2 separate regions of the Bos taurus genome follow, and region 1 is linked to region 2. A link is a contact called in public Hi-C data. All regions are on one chromosome and are shown on one strand. The core of a region is the stretch at or near the end of the contact, and the rest is flanking DNA. Distances in the headings are between cores, read along the strand shown.

Region 1 (5,506 bases), core at 1,884-4,383, 120 kb after region 2:
GCACCTGCAGAAAGGCCCCGAACGCCCCCCAGCCCTCGGTTTGTGCCCGTCTTCCTGCACGTTCTCTCCTCCGTGCCCTCTCGAGTTTTCCTCATTTATTTGCTGCCCGCGTTCCTCTCCTTTTCAGCGCCCCATTTGCCGCCCCCCGCCACCTCCTTTTCTCTTTCTATCCATCCATCCATCCACCTGTCTTCGGTCTTTCTCCTCCTTTTCTGGCACCCGCTGGACATTCTCGGAGGTTCCAGGGGGCGCGGTGGAAAGGCACCAGTGGGCATCGGGCGCCCCCTCGTGTCCCACTTGGCCCAGCCTGGCCTCGGCCCTGGGGTAGGGCGGAACACTCGCCCCACCACCGTGATTCAAACCAGTTTACACGGAGGACATTCAACTTACAGTTGTGAAAATAATGTTAAAGCTCACCTGAAAAAAAATAAACAACTCATCTTTTCATTCTTTTAGTATCTACTCTTTACTAGATATGGCTGCTATAAATATAATAATGGATTCACAATTTCACAATGGATTTTCTTGAAAGTCAGATTGACAGCTTTGCATAACAGCATGCAGAAGTCCCGAGCTACCTGGCCTGGGGAGGCAGAGCACAGCAGTCTCCTGGCCAGCTGTGTTGACTCAGTGCAGCTGTGACCTCTCTGAGCCTGACCTTCCTCCTCTGCAGAAGGGAGATGAACAGCTGTGCCTGACTTGTAAGTTTATTGTGAAGATTAGACAAGCTACTGCAAGGTGGTGCCTGTAACAAAGCTGGGCTAACAGAAGGCTCTCAGATCATGGTGGTTGGCTACCAAACTGCACTTTGTTGTTCAGTCGCTAAGTTGTGTCCGACTCCTCGTGACCGCGTGGACCAGGCTCCCCCGACTTTCACCATCACCCAGAGTTTGCTCAGATTCATGTCCATTCAGTCAGTGATGCTTGCTATCTAACCATCTCATCCTCCGCTGTCCCCTTTCGCCTTCAATCTTTCCCAGTATCAGATCTTTTCCAATGAGTCAGCTGTTCACATCAGGTAGCCAAAGTATTGGAGCTTCAGCATCAGTTCTGCCAATGAATAATCAAGATTGATTTCCTTTAGGATTAACTGGTTTGATCTCCTTGCTGTCCGAGGGACTCTCAAGAATCTTCTCCAGCAACACAGTTTGGAAGCATCAATTCTTCCATGCTCAGCCTTCTTTCTGGTCCAACTCTCATATTTTTACATGACTACTGGAAAAAATCAAGTTTGACTATACGGACCTTTGTCTGCAAAGTGATGTGTCTGCTTTTTAATACATTGTCTAGATTTGTCATAGCTTTCCTCAGGAGGAGCAAGCAGCCTGCCCTTAGAGAAGGATATTTGAGAAAATACAAAACACACATGTATATAGTTTACAAAATTGCAATGAGAATATTAAAAAGCTCAAAGTATTTGTTCACAGCCATAAAGGATTTCTTCTTGAGATGATGTTATTCATATTTTCTGGAGTGTCGGCTGTGGGCTGGGTGCTGCTCAAAGGGGTAAGTGTTGAATGAGGCTCTTAGGGCTGGTCCATCTGAGCCCAAAGTCCTTTCCACCAAAGCTCTCTAGTCCACTTTTTCTTTTCTCTGGCTGCTAACAATTTAAACTTTTCCTTTCACTTGGTTCTCAGGACTGCACAAGGGCCGCCTCAATGGAGTCATCCTAGCTGTCCTTACACAAGGATTCTGCCTTTTTATCTCCCTCATTTGCAACAGGGGTGCGCCTCCCAGATATTTTCTTCATCAGTACTTTCACGGCCATCAACCAGATCTGAAACTGTCCTCTCGCCCTGAAAGAAAGCTGTCCAATCCCCCTCCAGGGGCTCAGTCCCACTTCTTCCTCCTTTTGTGGAACTGGCCGCTGGGAGAGCCTTGGTAACCCCATAACTTGGTGCCCCCCAAACCTTCTCACCCACCAGTATATGCTTCATTGTCTATCTTCCAGTACCTGGATGCCTCAACAAAGCTGTGCAGCCACTTACCACCCCAGGGTGGGACCAGAGGCAGGGTGAGCCTCTGCAATGGAGGAGGGAGTAACACTAGGTTTTACAGGAGCTGTGTCTGTGGTGAATCCAGAACATTCATCCCTGCAGGAGCCCTGATCCAGGGCCACTTCCCCACCCCTGGCTGGCCCTGAACTAATTAGAGGAGACTCCGGGCAAAGGAGCTGAGACATTTTGGCCCCTTGCAGGAGGGTGCCTACCAGCCCTCCAGGCCTTTCTGATGTCCTCAGAGGCCCTGAGAAACGCTCCTCTTGTGTCTGAGTACCCGCAAACAGGCCTCAGCGCCTCCACCACTGAGAACACCACCTGGGTTCTAACCCCGCGGACAGGTCTGGGCTTTTTCAGCCTTCCCCTTGCACTGTTTTCAGACCTGGGAAAATACAGCGCTGAAGCCACACTCTACCCGCGGCCCGGCCCTCACCCCCAGCAAATAAAACCATGTATCTCTCTCCAAAACAGACACCTTAGTGTGGAGCTTGGAGCTTCTCTCCGGTTCCATACCAGTCCCCGGGATGAGTGCTCCCAGAACCCCTCCTACCCCAGGAATTTGGCCCAGCCCCTCGCAAGTCGGGATTGTAGTTATGGATGCCGCTGGGGCCATGGGCGAGCATTCTTTGCCCGGGCCAGGGCTTGCACACAGGGCGCATTCCGTGAGAACTTTTAGGGCCGAAGGGGGACACGACTACATAGGTCCCTCAGTCATTAAATGAGCACACATTAGGCGCCTGCTGTGTGACAAGCTCTGTGCACATTAGGCGCCTGCTGTGTGACAAGCTCTGTGCTGTGCTTTGCGGGGGAACGCCTCATCTGTGCCTGGATCCGGACAAACGAATTCGTTATTAATCTTTGTGAAAAGAGTCAGCCTTGCCACGAAGACGGCAAGTGAGCTGTAACTGTTGTGCCAGCTGCGGGACAAAACACCGCTAGAGAACCTGAGGGTGGCAACACGCATCAAGGTGAAACCCGGGTGCACCTCCCCGCCACACCCAAGATGGCCACCTGCCGGGGTCCCCTGTCCCTTAGTTCCACGCAGGCGCACTTCCGCCTGCCACTCCAAATATGGCGGCAAGCGCGCCCCGGGGAGGGGGCCACGGGCGGAAGTGGGTGTGACAGGGACGGGAGCCGAGAGGGCCCTCGGAAGCGAGACGCTGGGCTGTGGGAGCCGCACGCAGGGAGGGTCGAAGTCATGATCCCCCCGCAGGAGGCGTCCGCCCGGCGGCGGGAGATCGAGGACAAGCTGAAGCAGGTGGGGCTGGGGAGGCGGGGAAGGAGGTGAGGAAAGGGGCCGAGATCCGGGCCGGGCGTCTACTCAGGGAGGTAGCAGGAGTGGGAGGGGGCCGGGTACCAGGCAATCGGGTCCGGGCGAGGCTGTGGAGCCGGGATGCGGTGGTCTCTGGCTTCTGGTGATGTCCTCCCCCCTCTCTCTGCAGGAGGAGGAGACGCTGTCCTTCATCCGAGACAGCCTGGAGAAGAGCGACCAGCTCACCAAGAACATGGTGAGTAACCCCTCAGCTGGGAGGGCCTCCAGACGCTGGAGAGAGAACCCTGCGACCCAGGGGTTTGGGTACCTAAAGCCCGAGGCTTCTGGCCTGGGTGGTGATGGGTGGTAACGTCTGGGTTTCTCTAGCAACAGTGTTACACTTCTCTTACACTCTCTTCCCCTTGCCTGCCCCTTCGCTGAGGATGCTGCAGCCCCCGACATTTCTGCTTTCTGCCTGAGTTCTCCATTCTTCTTTCTCTCCTTCTGCAAACATTTAGTGAGACTGACTTAAGTGGGCTGGGTACTGGCCATGGGTCACCCTCAATTTAAGTGTGGGTATCACCGGTGGGGTTACCACTTCTGAGGTTACTGAGGGCGGGAGACTCAGCTGTCACTCCAGATAGCCAGAGGGGTAAAATGAGCCAGAAATCAGACAGATGTGGGATCTAGCCCTTGCCCCTCCACTTATTTGTGTGTGGCTCCTGACAGGTAACTATGAGCTTCAGTTACCTCCTCTGCTAAAATAGACGATGCTAATCTCCCATGTAGCTGTGAAGGTCATAGAAGCTAATGCGTGGAAATGCCTCTTGCACGGTATCTGCTATACAATAGGTACTCAATAAACATGAACTTCCTTTCTTATTCCTAAAAGAGCCTGGAAAACCCAAACTGAGTAGTAGATAGAAACGTGGGTATGTATTCAGTAACACAGTCATCAAGTGCTGCTGCTGCTGCTAAGTCGCTTCAGTCGTGTCCGACTCTGTGTGACCCCATAGATGGCAGCCCACCAGGCTCCCCTGTCCCTGGGATTCTCCAGGCAAGAGCACTGGAGTGGGTTGCCATTTCCTTCTCCAATGCGTGAAAGTGAAAGTGGAGTCGCTTGGTCTTGCCTGACTTTAGTGACCCCATGGACTGCAGCCCACCAGGCTCCTCTGTCCATGGGATTTTCCAGGCAAGAGTACTGGAGTGGGGTGCCATTGCCTTAGAGAGAGGAGGTTTGAAGGTACCAGGAATGCATTTGAGGCTACTCTGTATGAAACTAGTTCCTGTTCAGTCTAGGAAAGCATCAGAGAGAACATAAATTGAGATCTGGCTTTAAGGGGTGGAAGGGAAGCCATCCTGTGGTGATTTTCTGAGGAGTTAATATAATGCTTGCCTCGCCTTCAGATCAAACTGCAGCCAGTTTATTTGGGCCACCTCCGATCTGCCAGGCACGTGGTAGATCCTGGGGATACAGTGGGGAATAGGTATACCCTCTCCCTCTCCTCTTGGAGCCTACTGTCTAGAAAACCACAGCAAATGCCGAAGACCTGGCTGGGGGGCCGAAGCAGTGCTGGGACAACCCTGAGGCCTGAGAGCACGGGGCTTGCCCCCGCAGGTGTCTATCCTGTCATCCTTTGAGAGTCGCCTTATGAAGCTGGAGAACTCCATCATCCCCGTGCACAAGCAGACGGAGAACCTGCAGCGGCTGCAGGAGAATGTCGAGAAGACCCTGTCCTGTCTGGACCACGTCATCAGCTACTACCACGTGGCCAGTGACACTGAGAAGATCATCAGGGAAGGGTGAGCTCGGGCCAGAGCGTCACATTCCTGACGCCTCTTGGACCAGTAGGCTTTGGAAGGGGGATAGAATATGTATAAGCCTGGAGTCCCCTGTGTTAATTCTGTTCTCCCATTTCCAATACCATTCCTCTTCATCTTCCATCTGCCCCGGGCTGATGTGGCTCTTCTCCTTTCCAGGCCCACAGGTAGGCTAGAGGAGTACCTGGGAAGCATGGCCAAGATTCAGAAGGCTGTGGAGTATTTCCAGGACAATAGCCCAGACAGCCCAGAGCTCAACAAAGTGGTAAGGGGCCAGCAGAGTGATGTGAGAGATTGGCAGACACCAATCCCTGCCCGGGTCTCATTACTGACACTGAACCAGCTAAAAGATAATATAGTCAAATAAAGAGAAGTATGTAATACTATGCACATACTATAGACATTAAAATCTCTGTTTCAGGAATTACAGGTATAC
Region 2 (6,303 bases), core at 2,217-4,716:
TGATCCGCGAGCTGCTGCAGGCCCAGTGCCTCAGCTCCCCCTGCTACAAACGGTGGGCAGCCGGGCTGGGCCTGGGAGCCTGGCACCAGGGAGGGCAGAGAGTGTGTGTGTGTGTGTGTGTGTGTGTGTGTATGTGTGTAGAGTGGGGCACCAGGGAGGGCAGAGAATGTGTGTCCGTGTGTGTCCGTGTGTGTGTGTGTGTGTGTGTGTGTGTGTGTGTGTAGAGTGGGGCACCGGGGAGGGCAGTGTGTGTCCGTGTGTGTGTGTGTAGAGTGGGGCCTCCATGTAGGACAGAGTATGTGATTGTGTATGTCTGTGAGAATGTGAGCGTGCGTGTAAGTGTGTATGAAAATGTGGGTGTGATTATATGTGTGAATGTTTATGTGTGTGTTTTTGAGAGAATGCAAGAGAATGTGTATTGTGAATGTGTGAACATATGTGCGAATGTGTTTGAGAATTTGTGAACACATGTATGTGAATGTGTATGTGTGAGTGTGTGAATGCGTGTGAACAAGTGTGAGAGCACTGTTAAATGTATACTGTATGAGCAGATGAATGTGTGTGTACGCGTGAATGTGCGCATGAATGTGTGAATGCCTGTGTGTGCATTGAGTGTGTGAGAGAATGTGTGTATGTCTGCGAACTTATGTGTGAATGTGTGTTTAAGGATCTGTGAATACACGTGTGTGAATGTGTGTATGAGAGAGAGTGTGTGTGTGTGTGTGTGTGTGTGTGTGTCCCTCAGGAGGCCACCCTGCTCGCTCACCCCCCGCCCTGTCCTGGCTAAGCGGTGGCCCCTGGAGCACCCCCCTCACCTGCACCCCACCCCCCACCCCCATCGAGGCGTGTCCCGGGACACACCCGCTCCCCGTGACTCCGCCGTCTCCACCGCAGGCTGCCAGACATGGCTGATTACAGCTACTCCTCCGCGCCCCGGCCCTGCGGGGGCAGCCACACCCTCACCTACCCCTACCGGCGCATCCGCCTGCAGCACCTTTCGCAGGGACTGTACCCCACCGAGGAGATCCAGATCGCCATGAAGGTGGGGATACTCCTGGAAGCCTCCAGGGAGGCTCCCCCAGGGGCCCCCAGACTCCCATGTCCCTCCGGAAAAGCCGCCAGCAGTCCCCTGCTCAGCCCTCAGCCTCGGGGGCAGTTTCTTAATCAGACCCAGTCAAAGCCTCAGGTTCTTTTCCTTTCCTGGGAAGAAGACAGCCCTCCCGGCCATCTGGCCCATCCCCTTCACCCTGTCACTCAGCCCCTTCGAGGGCTCTGAGCACCATTTGACTCAGAGAGGGGACAGGAGGGGCGCTCAGGCGGCAGGTGGCCATGGGTACCCACCCATCTCCACAGCACGACGAGGTGGACATCTTGGGCCTGGATGGACATATTTACAAGGGACGGATGGAAACAAGGCTGCCGGACCTCCTGAACAAAGACAGTGAGTGTCCAGATGGCCCAGAGGCCCTCGGGCTCCTTGCTTGGGTCCCGCAGGGTCTGTCTGGCTCCTGGAGGCCCCAGCACTTCTTGGGGCCACCAGACCCCGACTGCCTTCCTCCTCCACCTCCCTGACTCCAAATGCCCCCAGGTGAGTGTTTGCAGAGGGGGACAGCTGTCCAGTCTTGGCCAGTTAGCAGGAATGTCGTGGCCCCATCTTTTCTGGCCAGCCTTCATCCACAGGCTGTCACCCCAGTTTTTCCACCTAAGCCTCTGATCCCAGCATCACCCACTCTTCAAAACTCTTCCTGAGCCCCTACACTCTGTGAACCTCTCGTGTTCTGGAATGTCCCCTTCCAGTTGGCCATCCTGGATGTGCTTTGTCACCTCCCTCTGGGTCTTAGCAGGTGTGTGTGCATCTTTCTAGTCACTTCCCCTCCCGAACTGTAAACCCAGGGTCAGAACTCACCCAGCACCTGGCATGGGGCTGCTGTCCGTGGGTAGATATCAGAGTAAGTGGATGGATGGATGGACAGATGGCCAGACAGACATACAGGGGGATGAAGTGCTTGTTGTTGCTCAGGCGCTAAGTTATGTCTGACTCTTTGCAACCCCGGGGACTGCAGCACGCCAGGCTCCCGTCCTCCACTATCTCACTGAGTTGGCTCAGATTCATGTCCACTGAGTCGGTGATGCCATCCAACCATCTCATCCTCTGCCTCCTCCTCCTTTTGCCTTCAGTCCTTCCTAGCATCAGGGTCTTTTCCAATGAGCAAAGTGCTTGCTTATAAAGGGCATTTCCACGAATTCAGACTGAGAAGGGCGCCCGCTGAGGCAGGCTGAGACCAGCAGCCCGCCGCCCTTCTCCCCATCCCCACGGCCCCCTCAGAGTGTGTCTCAGAACTGAGCCTCCCCTCTCCGTCTCCCATCAGACGCGGGGATGAAGCACAAGAACAAGCAGTCCCGGCCACACGGGCATCGGCAGCAGTCCCTCAGCAACAGCGGCCAGCTGCCCTTGCGGCCTCAGAGCGCCCAGACGCTGGCTGCCAGCGACTCAGGTAGCTCCTCCCTGGATGGAGGGTCCTTCTGGGCGGCACTGTCTGCCGACCCTCCTCCTTGCCCCGCCCGGCCCCTCTCCTGCCTGTGGCTGGAATATACCCTATTCCCCCGGAGAGAAGAAGGGCCTGGGAGCCGAGGGATGGGATGTGAGGGAGGAGAGAGAAAACCCTTCCCTCCCGGGCGCCTGCTTTGTGCCAGGTCTGTGGGCAGATACTGTCACTGCTCCCATTTCACAGAAGAGGAAACAGGGGCGGGCTTGCGGCCTGAGCTCTGGCTCCAGGCCCAAGTCCTTCCCCACTGCTCACACGCACCGACTCTCCTGGGCCTGCGAGGCCCCCAGCGTCCATGCTTTCTCCAGAGGGGCCAAATCCGGCCTGAAAGCCCAAGGGCTAAGTGTTCCCCTGGGGTTTGGCTACCCATGGGGGCCAGAGAGGGGCACTGGCCTGGAGCCAGGGGGCTAGACCACTTCCAGGTGACTCTGAGCACATCTCCCCCTCCTCCTGGACAGTTTCCTCATCTGTCAATAAAAGGGTGCTGGATTCTGGCTGCTAAGTTAGGAAGCCCCCTGCAAAGTCTAAGAAAGCTGCTGAGTTTCTTCTCATGAAACCTTATGTACCCACAATGCTTTGCAGCTACTTGCTGGAGGCCCAGGGAGCCCCACCGCACCCCCACCCAGGTCTAGAGCCGCAGCCCGAGGTCCTCTGCACCAAGCCTTCCAGTTCCAGCCCCCAGTGCCTGCAGGAGGCAGAAACCAGTGCAGTGGTGGCGATGTGCAGCCTCGCCTCTGCCAAGGGTTCCTCACTGCTGAAGAGCTTTACACGTGTGAATCAGTAATTTGAATCCTCACGTGTTAAAAGATAGGGACCATTGCTGGTCCCACCTACAGCAGACAAAGCCAAGGCACAGAGAGGTTAAAGTACATGCCCAAGGTCACACAGCTAGAAAGCAGCAGAGCCGGGCTCAAAGCCAAGCTGTCTGGCCCCAGAACCAGCGCTGGTGACAAAGGGAAACAGCCTGGGCTGGAGGATTCAGCAGGGGGCAGACAGCGTCGGCCTGCGGCTCTGGCTCCCAGGACTGTTCTTGGGGGAGCTTAGCTTCCTTCTCCCTGGCACCCCAGTGTCCACTCCAAAGACACATTACGGAAGCAGGAGCGGGGGCTGTCTTAAAAGAGAAATTCCTGCCCTGATTTAAGTCAGTGTGGCCCTAACAGTCCCTGTATTAATAGGGGGAATGTTAACAAAGAGGCAGGCTCTTGGCCCCTGACTTATTTTAACTCAGAGTATAAAGGAGTGTGGCTCAGGGGCTCGTAGGAGAGCTTGACCCTCCAGCATGATGTCCTGGCTCAGCCTGGTTAGTGGGGCTTTGGGCAAGCCGAGGTGGGCTGCCGGTGGGCGTGGGAGTCAGCCTGAGCCATCCGGGGCCCCTCCTGTCCCGCAGCTCCTTCCTGTCATCAGAAAGACAGACCTGTTTCCACCGAGGGCCGTCTCTCCCAGCCGAACCCAGCCCACCTGCCCGGCGAGGAGGCAAACCTGCCAGCGGGGCTGGATGTGCACAGGGCCGCTCCTGGGGAGGGGCTCGAGGAGCCCACCCGGGGGCCGCGGGCCACCTCTGCTCACTGAGCAGAGCTATAAATAAACGCTTAGGAGAAAGCTCGGGGCCACGAGGCTCCTCTGGTCCTGGTTCAGGTGGGACAGCAGACTTCTTGCAGCCTGATGTACGTGGCTCCCCCAAACAGGGCCAGCTGTTCTCTGAGGGCACCAGGGCTTCAAGAGGACTGAGTATAGCACCCAGGGCAGAGAGGCGGCAGCGCAGGCCAGACCCCAGGCCCCGGGCACTGGCAGGCCTGCAGGGGTTGTTGGCCCTCTCCCGACCTTGGCTGGACCGGTGCTGAGGCCTTCTCTGGCACAGGCACCGCCTTCCCTCTGGGTAAGCACCCAGGGCAGTGGAGGGTTTAGATGCTCGGGCTGCACCCTGGGGCAAAGCTTTAAGGGCGGCCGCTGGCAGGCTCCTGGCACATTCTGGGGAAGATGGGGCCACCAGCACCTGGGAAGGTTCCTGGTTGCCATCTTCTCTGGCTTGCAAAACGAGGGGCCTACCCAGGTGGTGCTAGTGGTAAAGAATCTGCCTGCCAGTGAAGGTGATGCGAGAGACGCGGGTTTGATCCCCAAGTTGGGAAGGTCCCCTGGAGAAGGAAATGGCACCTCAGTCCAGTATTCTCGCCTGGAGAATCCCATGGACAGAGGAGCCTGGCGGGCTACAGTCCATGGGGTCACGCTTGGAAGCTGCCACAGACGCAAGAGGGGCTGCTGGGTCAGGCCATGTCCCTGCTCCCCTTCCCTCCCCAGAAGAGGAGTCTGGCCGTGTCTGACGGCCTTGAGGCCTGACCCTTGTCCTGCTCCGTGTCAGCCTCAACAGACGAGGGGGCTCACTGCTGCCCACCCGAGGCAACCGTAAGGGACAAGCCCTTGTCCCCAAAGCCCCAGGGACAAGGGAAGAATTGCGTCCCACCCGGATAGTCATGGAAGCAGTTTTTTGCCTTCAGATCTATTCTCATCAGCCCCCTCCTCAAAGGTGGGGTTCCCTGCCCCCCACCCCAGGCCCCTCTGCCAGTGAGAGGCCTGCTTTAGGGGTGTGAGGGGAGGGGCAACACAGAGCCACAGGAGGGCGTGGCAGGAAATAGCCCAGAAAAGGGTTTCACTGGAGGGTGGGGCTCGCTGGGGGTGTCATGGGTGGAGCAGGCACTCCCTACGGGAAGGGGCACCCCCCTTCTCTCCCCATCTGCTGAGATCTGATTCATCATAGAACCCCGGAGTCCCAGCGGGCACCTGGCACCCTTTGCTCTGCAAGCGGGAGGTAGGCGAGGCCCAGGCCCTCCTCTGCTCAGTGTCCTGGCCTAGAATCCAAACTCACCAGCTTGGCGGGGAGGAGGAAGGAGCAGCCAGGCGCCCCCACCCCCCCCCCCCCCCCGCCACCGATGCCCCTGAAAGGACAAGGAGGCCCCCACTCCGCCTTCCCGCACCTGGGCCGCCCGCCCGCCCTCAACCAGCACTGGCCGCCCACGTGCCGGCGAGGGGCTTCCCCTTCCAGCCTGGGAAAGCACAGGTGGGCAGAGTGAGGGGTGCGGGTGGGAGGAGTCCCACGGGTCTCCAACCAGGAAACAAAACCGAAAGGACAAACCCAGCCTCGAGCACGTGGTCACACGCAGAGCCAGCAGCCGAGGGCAGCTGTGCCCCAGTCCTGCTCCACACTCGTGGAGGGGCTGCCCGCAGTGACCCCATGAAGACATGAGGGCCCAGGAGGAGGGTGGGCCAGCTGGGGCACCCCCAGGTGTTCCTGCACTTTGGGTCTGAACATCCAGACCCTGCAGGCCTGGTCGACAGCAAGGCCCGGGCTGCCGAGCAGGAGGGAACACACCTACTCACACGTGCTGGAGGGGTCTGAGGGTTGGGGGGGAGCGGTAAGGGGCTCGAGAAGGAACCCCAAGCCTGGAGCCTGCCACCCAAATCTTGCATTTGGGCGGGTGGGCTCCACACCCACCTGGCCACCTGGATGGGAGTCTGAGGAAGGGCCCCACAAGGCCAGGAACTGCCATCACCGCTTCATCCTAGCGCCGGAAGGCGGGAAGGGGAAGAAGCCAGGCCCCTTGGGGACCCAACTCAGGCCTCTGGCTCCCTGAGAGCTGCAGCTGACCTCCTGGACGTGGCCACACAACACGCACATGGGGACTGGGTGCCCCGAAGGAGCTTGAGGGCAGGAAGAGCAGAGAGGGCAGAAAGATGCCTTGGCGGGGGGGACAGGCTGAAGTGT

The links. Hi-C and Micro-C count contacts between places; a contact is called where the count stands out from the background.
Region 1: a contact with region 2 is called in a Hi-C map of skeletal muscle, with 5 times the contacts expected there. The contact joins the promoter of EXOC7 here to the enhancer-like site in region 2. A contact is called at or near these places in 2 of 11 Hi-C or Micro-C datasets (skeletal muscle and an unstated tissue).

Annotation. Positions count from the first base shown.
Region 1 is chr19:55,557,737-55,563,242 of ARS-UCD2.0, forward strand. It overlaps EXOC7 (exocyst complex component 7), which reads left to right and starts at 3,134. Exons shown (of 18, transcript NM_001034250.1): 1 at 3,134-3,255; 2 at 3,440-3,505; 3 at 4,868-5,052; 4 at 5,230-5,335. The coding sequence starts at 3,196.
Region 2 is chr19:55,436,670-55,442,972 of ARS-UCD2.0, forward strand. QRICH2 (glutamine rich 2) reads left to right here. Exons shown (of 19, transcript XM_059878630.1): 15 at 1-52; 16 at 895-1,042; 17 at 1,354-1,441; 18 at 2,370-2,495; 19 at 3,934-6,303. The coding sequence ends at 4,115. Among named protein-coding and RNA genes, the nearest start is that of UBALD2, 9.2 kb to the right of the region's middle. Within about 2 kb of position 3,467, at least 18 of the 102 cell types and tissues checked have an H3K27ac peak or open chromatin away from gene starts, as enhancers often do.